Regions from separate parts of the Macaca mulatta genome. Here region 1 is linked to region 2. The links are chromatin contacts, called in public Hi-C maps. All regions are on one chromosome and are shown on one strand. Each heading gives the region's core, a stretch centred on a gene start, on an enhancer-like site or on the middle of the called end of the contact. The rest is flanking DNA. Distances are from core to core; before and after follow the strand shown. Region 1 holds the start of NEK5 (NIMA related kinase 5). Region 2 holds the start of ATP7B (ATPase copper transporting beta).

Region 1 (6,015 bases), core at 439-2,938, 110 kb after region 2:
ATTTTTTTGTGGTAAAATAAAATTTATATCATTTTAACCAAATTTTTAAGTGTACAATTCAATGGCATTAAGTATATTCACATGGTGTAACTTGGGTAGTCCATTTTGCACACGCTTTGTATGGAACTTTTTATGCTACTCTCATTTATAAATTCTCTAGAAGCTGACCAACAAGACTTGCCTTAAAATTAATTCTAGCAAACAATGGACATTATTGTCCCAATATATTTTGAAATGAATGTATCACTAAAGAGGGTGACATAAACACTGACTAAGGTGGATTTAGCAAAAATGATTAATTTTTAATTAACTATATTTATTTTCCAAACTCATTAGACCAACAATTACACATGGTTTTCCTCTATTCATTCAGTGCACTCAATAAATTTGTTTAGCATCTATTATGTGTCAGGAACTGTTCTGCATACTGAGGAAGACAAGCAATAAACAAATGAATAATTAAGAGAGCAAAGTAATTACAGAGCATTATGCTAGTAAGAAAATAAGCCAGGCCAGGAGCAGAGGCTCATGCCTGTAATGCCAGCACTTTGGGAGGCTGAGGCAGGCAGATCACTTGAGTTCAGGAATTCAAGACCAGCCTGGGCAACATGGTGAAACTCCATCTCTACTAAAAATACAAAAAATTAGCCAAGCGTGGTGGCATGCACCTGTAGTCCAGCTACTCGGGAGGCTGAAGTGGGAGAATTGCTTGAACCCTGGAGGTGGAGGCTACAGTGAGCTGAGATCATGCCACTGTACTCTAGCCTAAGTGACAGAGCGAGATTCCCCCTAACAAAAAAAAAAAAAAAAAAAAAAGAAAAGAAAGAAAAACAAAAAAGAAACCAGAAAACCAGGGTGGTGTGATAAGGTGATAAGGTGTGATTGTGGCTGGGGAGCTACATTAGCTAGGATGTTTGCAGAAAACCCCTTGTTGAGGACCTGAATAAGGAGAGAGGAAGTGCACCACAGAGAAAAGTCAGGGCAACACAGGAGGCTGGCATCTCATAGGGCCTTTCAGGGCACCCTAAGGAGGGCCATAGGAGCCACAGAGAGGTGATCTTATTTCTTTTCTATTTTCATTAAAAAAAATTTTTTTTTTGTAGGCAACTATGTTGCCCAGGCTATCTTGAACTCCTGGCTTCACACAATCCTTCCACTTTGGCCGTCAAAAGTGCTGCGATTATAGGGGTGAGCCACTGTGTCCAGCCTCTTTTTAAAAACAAGATCATTGGTTGTGTTTGAACAACGGACTTAGAAGGTTGAATTAACAAAAATCAATTATGGCTTAAAATTCGTAATTATAAAAAATAAAAATTTCCTTTTTATATTGGATTAAAAGCCAGCTGAATATCCCACTGAAAATTAACAGATATTTGAACTTCTTAACTTTACCTTTTCAAAATTGATCTCTTTTATGACACAGTGCTTGCTATCTGATTTCCCTTTAGCTAAGTATGCTTTCCCGAAGGCACCTTTCCCGATGGCCTTAATCACATCGTACTTATCCATGGTCTCCAATGGGGTGAGGTTCCTGGAATTAGAGTAATGTAAATTTATCACACATGTCTCATAAAGACTAAAAAAGTCAGAAAATTGATGACTAAAGTGTAAAAGAACTCACTTTGATAAAACTTTCCTCCCAGCGTTGCCAAGACAGAGACAAGTAACTTTCCTTGTGGCCACAGATAACAACTGAAATGAAACAGAGTTTCTTGGTCAGACATGGGTCATAGCTCAGCTTTGATACACTTTTGCCCTGCGTTCCTGGGTAAGTCACTTAACTTGGCAAAACCGCACTTTCCTAATTTCTAAAACGGAATAACAATATCTGTTTTGCAAGTTTGTTCTGAGAATGAAAGATACTACATATCCGGTGCTTGGCAGCTTTATAAAGCAGGAATGTCCTTAGGCTTGTGTACTTTTCACAGTCCAGCCTTTCTTAATGGGGACGTACTGCCCCCTAGGGGGAATTTTGGAAATATATGGGGGTGGGGAAGCTGTTTCCCCGAGATTCAGAGGCAAGAGATGGACAGGTGGTTGGGGCCTGAGATGCTAGGATTCTGCGATCCGACAGACAGTCCCGCACAATAAAGGATTACCCTGCGGCCCTACAATCTTGTAGAGTCTTCCTATACACTCATGTGTGCGGAAAAATCCATTTGTAATTATCTGTGGCTACAACCAAACTATTTTACATCGAAATGCTAAGCATTTTTGCAGTTTTAATGAACACTGATTTTTTTTTTTTTTCAAGGAATGCAACTACATGTAAATCAAGGCTTGATTGCACTTTGTTTGGTTTGGAGGTTTACCAAGAATTGTTCACCATTTGGGAAAATCACGCCCTTCACTGGCCACGCTGCCCCTGGTCCCGGAGACCTAACAATCTGCATTTGCTGCCATCACGTTCAGGCGACTGCCCAGGCGCGGCTACTGGCTGCTTCTCTACTTTTGCCAAGGGTAGTAGTGTCGAGCATTTTCAGATTGAAATATGTACTTTCTTACTTATTGCTTTCCTTCTGTTTCCTCTTTATGCTACAGTTAGGGCATAATACAGTTTTGTTGCTGTTGTTGCTGTTGTTGTTAATGGGGTGAGCGGGGGGTTGTTTTCGAATAATTTCATGTCACGGTAGGAAGTGGGTACAATTAGGTTGCAGGGGGCTGGGAACCAGCTCCGCAGCCAGGAGAGGCTGCAGACACCGGAGGACGGGGTTCTGAGAGAAACGCATACAGACTAGGGGCCAGGGGTGACCAGCTGGGAACTGAGGGCCCGCGACCCTCCCGCCCAAGTGGCACCAGAGGGTGGAAGCCCCCAAGTTAGGAAAATTCCTTCTCCCCTAGGGCCGCCCCTGGAGGCGGCCGCGGGTGGGTGGCAAGACGCTTACCGGGACCCGCGCTCAGCGTGAGGAGCGTTGCCATAGAGACCGACGCGCCCGGGACGCTAGGCCTTTTCTGGGCCGCCCCCGCCGCCCCAGGCAGAGACTCTATCCCTTTCCCCCACCCTGCCCAGTTCCTGAAGCCCTGTGGCGGCTCCAGGCAAGGACTAAGGGCGGCCCCTGCAGCATACCTGCTCCGCCGGCTCCGCGGGGCCAACTAAGCGTCTCAGAAGGATCCGGGTTCCCGGGGCCGCTGCACCTCCCCGCGGCCGGGCGGAGCCGCGCAAGGAAACGCGGGCGGGGCGCGAGGCTGGAATGGCCTGGGGACCCGTCCACACAGTCCACCGCGAGGCAGGGTCAGGCGCCAGGGAGTTTGGAGACCCGACAGAGCCAGCCCCACACCGTCCCGTTGCCTTGGGTCGGGATTGCTTTGCGTTGCACTCTACAGTAGCGCTCCCCGCTCTCGCTTACGGTGCACCAGACGCTTCGCAAACGTTCTCTCTTTTCTTTACAACCCCGCAAGGCAGTAGTCTCCTAGTTTTACAAATAAGCTAAACTAAGACAGGAAGAGTGTTTCTTGTACAAGATCTCAAATATTGCCAAGAGGTGGACGTGAGACTGGAACCGCTTCCTACTCTTTGGGCCACAGCGGCGGCCTGCCAAGGACTTTCTAACGCAACCGGCGCTGCCCAAGCGTCTGCACGCACGCCCCCTCCCTATCCCACCCTGCCCCATTCTGGATTTGCACATCAAGCAGCTAAAACGTTTAAGTAGTTGAAAAAAATGTATTTTCCAGCAATTGTAAATAGTGACGCAAGTAAAATATATCCAATTGAATCTAAACACTACAGTGATATGGTACCCTCCATCGTCCATCACACACATGCAAAAGCCCACAAAAAAGCTATTTTAAAAATCATAAGTTTACATCACTACTTTTCCTTCTTAAAATCATCTCTCCGCCATCCCCTCCCCGTCCCTGCCACAAAAAATTTCCTCTTCTTACAAGCACTATAGTCAAATTGGATTAGGACTGAACCAAAGGCCTCATTTTGATCTCATTGCATCTTTAAAGTCTCTATCTCCGAATACAGTCTCATTGTGAGTTACTGGTGTTAGATTTCAATATGTGAATTGGGAGTGGCCGGGGCAGGGACGAATGCAGCCCATAACAGGAGTCCAAAAGTTGTTTAGGAGTTGGAACAGCCAATGTTAGTTTCTTTGGCAGTGAAATTCCCTCAAAATATTAGCAAGTATATGATCTACTTGTTTTTGTTTAATTTCATGTGTCAGTGACCACACCCACATTTCTTCCCTAGAATTCTTAGACATGCTTTATTAAATCATATCTTCATTCTACTTTCCTCATAGAATTTTATCCCAGCTATCTTTTTCATGCTTGAAAGTCTTATTGATCATCCTGTCATACTGCTGAAAGAAGTATAGAAATGGAAATTTACATTTCCTGCTCACAGAATTTTTTTTCTGGATTGTTAAAATTACTAGTATTACACAATTGATCACAATAAAATATATCACAATGCTGATAATTATATTAAATATAAAAAAATAAAATTGTATTGAAAATTCATCTCCTTAAGACCTGGATGGGCTCCCCATGCGTCATCAGTTCCCGTATCCATAGATGAATGCTAACTTCTTGCTACAATGAAGTTTAACACTGAGTCTCTTCCATTTTTTTTTTTAAGGCTGTAAGTGCTGAGAAATAAGTACATTAGAATGAAAAGCTTTGTTAAAAGTGTCCCTCAATTTTTGTCTAGTTGTATCTCAAGAATCATATAGTAATCTATCATCAAAAATGGTTTATAATCATGAACTGGTAATTCCATTACTCTTCTGAAATTTTATTAAAAGCAAAACCCCATAAGCCATTCTGATTTTAAAAAGGATTATCTAATACTTATCCAGTCTCTCAGTAACTGTACATAATTTCAAGTTTTTTTGTTTGATGGTTTGGAAATGTTTATACCCTGGGGCAATGCTAAGATTGAAGATGACTAAGAAGTATGGAATACAGTATATATGGAAGCTCAGTATCTGGAAATATCCTTAGAATGATCCATGCCTGCTTTAACTTGAAAAATGTTCAAGAGGGTGGTAAGCTAATTTCAAAGAGCTAACCTAAATAATTTTGGGAAATGGTATTTGACTGGAAACCATGAGACAATAGGAAAGATACATAAACTCTGTACCTTAGTTGGTAAATTTGTATCTCCCAGGGGTATGGGTTAATGATTTGGAAACTGCTTTACAAGTAGACTAGGATCGAACAGCTAAGCAGGTGGTGGATGGTGCAAGCCAGTTTTCTCATTGTCAGGGAGAGAAGTTATAGAAAAGCATGAGAAGAAGGCTAGAATGAACCTTGTAGTATTGGGTTAGTTGGAGACATCAGTATGGACCCATGCTTAATTTAATGTATGTACAGATGGAGAGATACAGAAATAACTGTAGAGATGTGTGGATGGTTATACAATTATACAGTGTACACAGGTTAGTATACACACATATACTTCCTAGCTCTGCTGAGAGGGCCTAAAAGCAGTGACACCCCAGGAACAACAAGCACACCCAGCAACCAGATCTTGGTTTCTAAACCAGTGGGAACCTCGTTGAAATGGATGATTTTGGGGCTGGGGCAGAGAAGGTAAAGATGAGTCTGGACCATCTTGTAGTGCCACAAAGGAAGGAAGTGCTCCAAAAGAATAGGGGCACATCAAAGGGACACAGGAGGTGACCTGAAACAATTCCCAACAGCCAAAGCTAGAATGATTTAAGCAAGAAAACAAATAACTTATTATTAGCTGGAGTGTATGACTTGCTTATAGTGAACATAGCATGAACATGGAACATTACAAAGTTGATAGTGGAGAGCCTGGCAGACACTGCCTTCATCAAGTGATCAAGGTGAACGACACTGGGAAGAAGTCATGCTGATGCTGTGTACTCCCTGAAATGATGTGATGAGAAGGGCACTTCACCTTTGTGGTTTTCCCCAAAATCCGTAAGCTTAGTTCAATTGTGAGACAGACCCAAATTGAGCAGTAGTCTACAAAATACCTGAGAAGTACTCAAAAACATCAAGGTCCCAAAAAACAAGGAAAGATTTAGAGACTGCCAG
Region 2 (6,691 bases), core at 183-2,682:
TTGCATTTTTAAAAGGTTGTTTTAATGTATTACTTGTACAATTAAAATGAACTTAAAACAGTTATAAAAGTTCCAGGGCCTCGATATACCATATCTGGTCCAAGCACCAGGCTCTGAGTAACTTCTCCAGGTAACTAACTTCATCGTTTTGAGCCATTAGGGCTCTAGCACAGCAACTAGATGCTCATTTTACCTCTCCAGCATCAGATCCCTTAAAAGCATAAAGATGCATTTTGAGGTGTGGGGTTTTCCATCGTTCCCAAACACCAGTTGACCGCACGCTTTTTCTAAAGTGTCCTTTTCTCCCACGCCACGACGCCCCTGGAGCTGGGGGTCTGGCTCGGCCTTGCCTGCGCACCCCCTGGGGTCGAGTAAGCGTAGGACACGGGGAGGGAAGTCCTCCTGGTGGGAGTGAGCTCGCTGCGCGGGAGCGGGGTAACAAAACTCACTTTCCGACTGGCCCCCTCTCTGGCAGTGATCTGTCTCTCCTGCTCAGGCATCGTCCCGCGCGGACACCGAATTCTTCTCTGATCCGGCTCAGAGCCAAAGGTCACCTGGTCGGCAGAGGACAGTGTGGTGTTAAAATCCGGGGAGGGGATGCGCGGAGCGCGAGGGCATCGGCGCGGCTCGGCTCTAATGCCAAGAGGGGTCCGGGAACCGCCCCTTAATTAGGGACCGGGGAAGCTGCAGCCCTCGCCACACGGATGATTCAAAGTTGCGCGCCGCCGTCCTCCCGACCTGGGGGCGTGCGGATGAGAGCGCGAGGGGAGAGTGGGCCTCGGACCCTCGCCCACTCCCCAGGGGGCTGGGAGTGCCCGCCCTGGAACTGCCGGCCCCGCCGGTGCCTAAGTGTCCTCTGCCGTGCCGGCGCCGCAGGGCGGAGGCCCGTCCTCCTCCGCAGTCTCAGTCACCTCGCGCTGGTGCGCTCCGACACTGTACTGGGATCTCAAGCGTGTGCGGGAGGGGGAGGGCAGGTGAGCGGCGCAGAGCCGGGCAGCAGACGCAGCTCGCAAGGCTCACCCACCGTCTGCGGGGAAGGTGCCGGGTGGCGCCACGTCGGGTCCGCTCTGCGCTGCCCCCTCCTCGGACTCTGCGACTGACTGCCGGGCGCCGCGGGTCCCAAAGGAAGCAACCGCGGCGACAGTGAACTCCGCACCTGGAAAATCGATCCGCGGTGCGCAAAGGCCAGCCAATGGCCTCCAACGGGCGACGGGCTCTGGGCCGCAGAGAGGGGCGCAGGCGCCCAGGCGGGGGCTTCCAGTTGGGGAGAGGGGCAAGGGAAGGAGCGACGGCTGTCAATCACAGGCCACGCCCTCCTGAGCCCAACCCCCGCTGCTGTCCCGCCCAAGGGGGCGGGTGCCGTGTGCGCCAGGCCGAACACTAGTCTACGTCTCGGCATATTCTATTGGCTGGAAGGCCGTGGGAAGCGGCTACCAGCAACCAATTGTAACGCGCAATTGGCCCGTGAGGGCGGAGCGAGCATGGCTCGCTTTCTCAGGAGCCAATAGAGAAGAGGAAAGTGAAGCGTTTCCTGAGTTCGGGGGTCGGCGGAAGATGGCGGACGGCGAAAGGAGCTGGTACCTGTGCAAGTTGTTGAGGTGAGGAGCCGGTCGTGGGGCTCACAGACGTTTTCTCTTCTGTAGTGATACTTGCCCGTCCAGTGCGGCTAAATTTTGCGAGTAAATGGCCTTCCTTGTCATGAATCTAAGGTAATTTCTCAGGCCAATGAGCAGTCTTCCTTTTTCTTTGGGGTGTTCTATATAGACTGGAACAGACTAGGTCTTAAAAACTCAATTTACCGCGTTTTCTTCTGTTTCACTGTTGGCTGAGTGGTCGAGTTACCTTTCCTGCTTCAGCTTTTTCTTTCTCTTTCACACTCCAGTTAGTCTGTCATAAATTATTCATATTCATTCCTCATTTTTCTTTACGATTGAGCTACGAGACATTTTCCAATCTATCATGTCTCTCTTCAGTAAAGAAGAAACCGGATCTTCCTTCTCATCTCTTAGTTTCTCCTCTTAAACTCACCAAAAGTGCCATTGTTAACACGTCACTTCAATATAAAGCTTATGTTGAATCCTCTGCTTTTTGATAATCTGTTATTTTAATTTTTATGATTGATGTAAGAAGTTGCATAAAATATTATTTTATTTGTATTACGTGTATACGCTGTTTCTTCTAGAAAAAGAATCTAGCAAATAGATGAGTAAAAGGAAAAACCCCCCGGAGTGCTACCATCCGGAGATAGCCACTGTTAACATTTTGGTGAAAAAACTCCCATACTTTTTTCCACCTTTGTTGTTGTAGTACTACTGAATTTTAAATGCCTTGCCCTCCACTAATAAAACAGAAAGCCTAGTATATTCTACCTACCTAGCTTTTTTTACCACCTACATATTTTTGTTCAGGCTGAAAATTTATAATTAACACCATAGCTTTCTGAATAGCAGTATGTACCTAATTCTCTCAAAAGTTCAGGCACTTCTTCATTTTTGTCCCCTCTACTTCAAATTCTGTAATCATTACTTTAAACATTTTGAATGAGAAAGTCTATTATCAGAGCCTTTTGGTTCTTCCCTGCCATAGGGAATATTCCTCAGTGCTTTACATTATAATGGCTAAATAAACTCACTAACCAGACTTAAAGGACAGGTTTAACTTTAGTCATTATTCAGCTTTTAAGTTAAATGTTTAATAGTTCAGTTTGAAAAGCCTATCACATTAATTTTCCCACCTAAATTATTTGAAGGAATTGCCAGAAACGTCTTTTCATTATGGGGTAGCTGCATTTTAAATAAGCTTTTGAAAGCTTGTCCTGAGAAAACAAACTGTCCTCTGTAGTGTTGCTTTTATTAATTCATACATTCCAAATGTTAAATAAATGGTAAATCTTACCACTTTTGTCAGACTGTGTTCGTCCTTTAAGGCAGTGGTTCTTAATTGTGTTCCATGAACCATGCAGGTCCCGAGGCCCTTCAATGGGTCCTCAACAAATCTGTTTTTGTAATAACATTAAGGTAATATTTGCCTATTTTACTGTGTTGAGAAGTGCAAAAGTGATAGCGGATAAAACTAAGTGATAGTGGATTTTAATTAACAGTGTGAAAAGGTCATTAATAGGATTTCAGAGTCTGCATTGCAACTGACATTAAGAAATTGCATAACTTGTCAAATGTGGCCTAGCATCAAAGAACAATATCTGTAACTAGGTGAAAAATTAAATATATTTTAAATGTAAGCTCAATATGTATTAAAATATACTCCCTTTTCCTACTACATATCTAAGTTAGCCTGAATTTTCTTCATATACTTCAACAAAAACAACTTATCACTACAGATTGAATGCAGAAACAGAAAAGAGGAGCCACTGTCTGGTTTCACATCAAGCCAGACATTAAAAAGATTTGCAAAAAATGTAAATCATTGGCACCCTTCTTGCTAAATTTCTTTTTTTGCTTTGGAAAATATTGTTTTTTAATAAAAACATTCACTTAATGTGTTATGAAAGAATTTTTATTTTCAAATGAATTCATAAAAATTTTAAAGTTCTTTAGTTTTCATTTCTTATATGCTAAATATTGGTAGATATAAACAGTGTAAACCACTGGTTCTCAATTGGGGTGATTTTTGCCCTTCACAAGGCATATGGCATTTGGCAATATCTGGAGGGGTTTTTTGTTTTTTTTTTAATTACATTGTTTTAGAGATAGAGTCTTGCTCTGTTGCCCAGGCTGGAGTGCAGTGGCACGATCATAGCTTACTACAGCCTGGAACTCCTGGGCTCAAGCAATCCTCCCATCTCATTCTCCCAAAGTATTGGGATTACAGGCATGAGCCACCATGCCCAACTGATAATTTTGATTGGGAGGGTGCTACTGGCATCTAGTGGGTCAAGACCAAAGATGCTACTAAATATAATACATAGTACAACCTCCCCAACAAAGAATTATTTAGTCCAAAATGTCAGTAGTGTCAAGGATGAGAAACTCTGATGTAAACAAAAGATTGGATCTTCAGTAAAATTTTTAAGGGTATAAAGGTGTGTAAAGACTATAAAGACCAAATTATTTTAGACCAATTATTTTAGCTTTGAAATAAAGTGCTCGTGTGGGATTTCAAATAGAGTCAAATACCTCTTCAAGTACACAATAGGAAATCCCACATGAGATTTGTTCACAATAGGAACAAATGAGGATTTGTTCACAGTAGGAAATCCCACATGAGAACTTCATTTCAAAACTAAATATCAATAAAATATTTACTTCCGGCCAGGTGCAGCAGCTCATGCCTGTAATCTCAATGCTTTGGAAGGCCAAGGCAGGAGGATTACTTGAGGCCAAGAGTTTGAGACCAGCCTGGGCAACATAGAAAAACCCCATTTCTACAAAAAAAAATTTTTAATTAGCTGGGTGTGGTAGCATGCACCTGTAGTCCCAGCTTCTCAGGAGCCTGAGGCAGGAGATCGCTTGAGCCAAGGAGTTTGGGGCTGCAGTGATTGCTATGATTGCACCACTGCACTCCAGCCTGGGTGACAGAGTGAGACCCTGTATCTAAAAAAAGCAAAATTTACTTTTCTGATGAATTCGTATGTTTTCATGTGGGCAGTGAAAACTATGTGATATGGTTTGGCCATGACCCCACCCAAACCTCAAGTTGAATTTTATCTCCCAGAATTCCCATGTGTTGTGGGAGGGACCCAGGAGGAGGTAATTGAATCATGGGGGCCAGTCATTTCCGTGCTATTCTCGTGATAGTGAATAAGTCTCACGAGATCTGATGGGGTTTATCAAGGGTTTCTGCTTTTGCTTCTTTCTCATTTTTCTCTTGCTGCCACCATGTAAGAAGTGCCTTACACCTCCCGCTTTGATTCTGAGGCCTCACAGCCGTGTGGAACTGTAAATCCAGTTAAACCTATTTTTATTCCCAGTTTCAAGTATGTCTTTATCAGCAGCATGAAAACGAACTAATATAGTAAATTGGTACCAGTAGAGTGGTGTACTGCTGAAGAGATATCCAAAAATGTGGAAGCGACTTTGGAACTGGGCAACAGGCAGAGGCTGGAACAGTTTGGAGGGCTCAGAAGAAGAAGGAAAATGTGGGAAAGTTTGGAACTTCCTAGAGACTTGTTGAATGGCTTTGAACAAAATGCGGACAGTAATATGAACAGTGAAATCCAGGCTGAGGTGGTCTCAGATGGAGATGAAGAACTTGTTGGAAACTGGAGAAAGGTGACTTTTCTTATGTTTTAACAAAGGGATTGGAGGCATTTTGCCCCTGCCCTAGAGATTTGTGGAACTTTGAACTTGAAAGAGATGATTTAGGGTATCTGGTGTAAGAAATTTCTAAGCAGCAAAGCATTCAAGAAGTGACTTGGATGCTGTTAAAAAGCATTCCATTTTAATAGGGGAACAGAGCATAAAAGTTCAGAAAATTTGCAGCCTGACAATGCAGTAGAAAAGAAAGACCCATTTTTTGAGGAGAAATTCAAGTTGGCTGCGGAAATTTGCATAAGTAGCAAGGCGCCTAATGTTACTCCCCAAGACCATGGGGAAAAATGTCTCCAGGCCATGTCAGAGACCTTCACGGCAGCCTCTTCCATCGCAGGCCTGGAGGCCCAGGAGGGAAAAGTGGTTTTGTGGGCCGGGCCCAGGGTCCCTGTGCTGTGTGCAGCGTAAGGACTTGGCACCCTGTGTCCCAGCTGCTCCAGTTATGGCTGAAAGGGGCCAACATAGAGCTAGTGCTGTGGCTTCAGAGGGTGAAAGCCCCAAGTCTTGGTAGCTTCACATGATGTTGAGCCTGCAAGTGCACAGAAGTCATGAATTGAGGTTTGGGAACCTCTGCCTAGATTTCAGAAGATGTGTAGAAATGCCTGGATGCCCAGGCAAAAGCTTGCCACCGGGGCGGGACCCTCATGGAGAACCTCTGCCAGGGCAGTGCAGAAGGGAAATGTGGGGTTGGAGCCCCCACGCAGAGTCCCTACTGGGACACTGCCTAGTGGAGCTGTAAGAAGAGGGCCACCATCCTCTAGACCCCAGAGTGGTAGATCCACCAACAGCTTGCACCGTGTGCCTGGAAAAGCCTCAGACACTCAACACCAGCCCATGAAAGCAGCCAGGAGGTTGGCTGTACCCTGCAAATCCACAGGGGCGGAGCTGCTCAAGACCATGGGAACCCAGCTCTTTCTTCACTCTTTCATCACCGTGACCTGGATGTGAGACCTGGAGTCAAAGAAGATCATTTTGGAGCTTTAAAAATTTGACTGCCCTGCTGGATTTCGGACTTGCGTGGGCCCTGTAACCCCTGTTTTGGCCAATTTCTCCCTTTTGGAACAGCTGTACTTACCTAATATTGTATCTGGGAAGTAACTGGCTTACTTTTGATTTTACAGGCTCATAGGCGGAAGGGACTTGCCTTGTCTCAGACGAGACTTTGGACTGTGAACTTTTGGGTTAATGCTGAAATCAGTTAAGACTTTGGGGGACTGTTGGGAAGGCATAATTGGTTTTGAAATGTGAGGACGTGAGATTTGGAGGGGCCGGGGCAGAATGATATGGCCATGTCCCCCGCAAATCTCAGTTTGAATTGTGTCTCCCAAAATTCCCATGTGTTGTGGAAGGGACCCAGGGGAAGGTAATTGAATCATGGGGGCTGGTCTTTCCCATGCTATTCTCATGATAATGAATAAGTCTCA

Evidence for each region. A called contact is a pair of places that touch in the nucleus more often than the background predicts.
Region 1: a Hi-C map of liver shows a contact between it and region 2, with 3 times the contacts expected there. The contact joins the promoter of NEK5 here to the promoter of ATP7B in region 2. A contact is called at or near these places in 4 of 14 Hi-C or Micro-C datasets (CD4 T cells, fetal cortex germinal zone, fibroblasts and 1 more).

Annotation. Positions count from the first base shown.
Region 1 is chr17:31,361,634-31,367,648 of T2T-MMU8v2.0, forward strand. NEK5 (NIMA related kinase 5) reads right to left here and starts at 1,689. Exons shown (of 23, transcript XM_015121121.3): 1 at 1,622-1,689; 2 at 1,393-1,531. The coding sequence starts at 1,509.
Region 2 is chr17:31,247,828-31,254,518 of T2T-MMU8v2.0, forward strand. It overlaps ATP7B (ATPase copper transporting beta), which reads right to left and starts at 1,433. Exons shown (of 23, transcript XR_013407653.1): 1 at 1,025-1,433; 2 at 450-554. It overlaps ALG11 (ALG11 alpha-1,2-mannosyltransferase), which reads left to right and starts at 1,555. Exons shown (of 4, transcript NM_001190890.2): 1 at 1,555-1,598. The coding sequence starts at 1,555.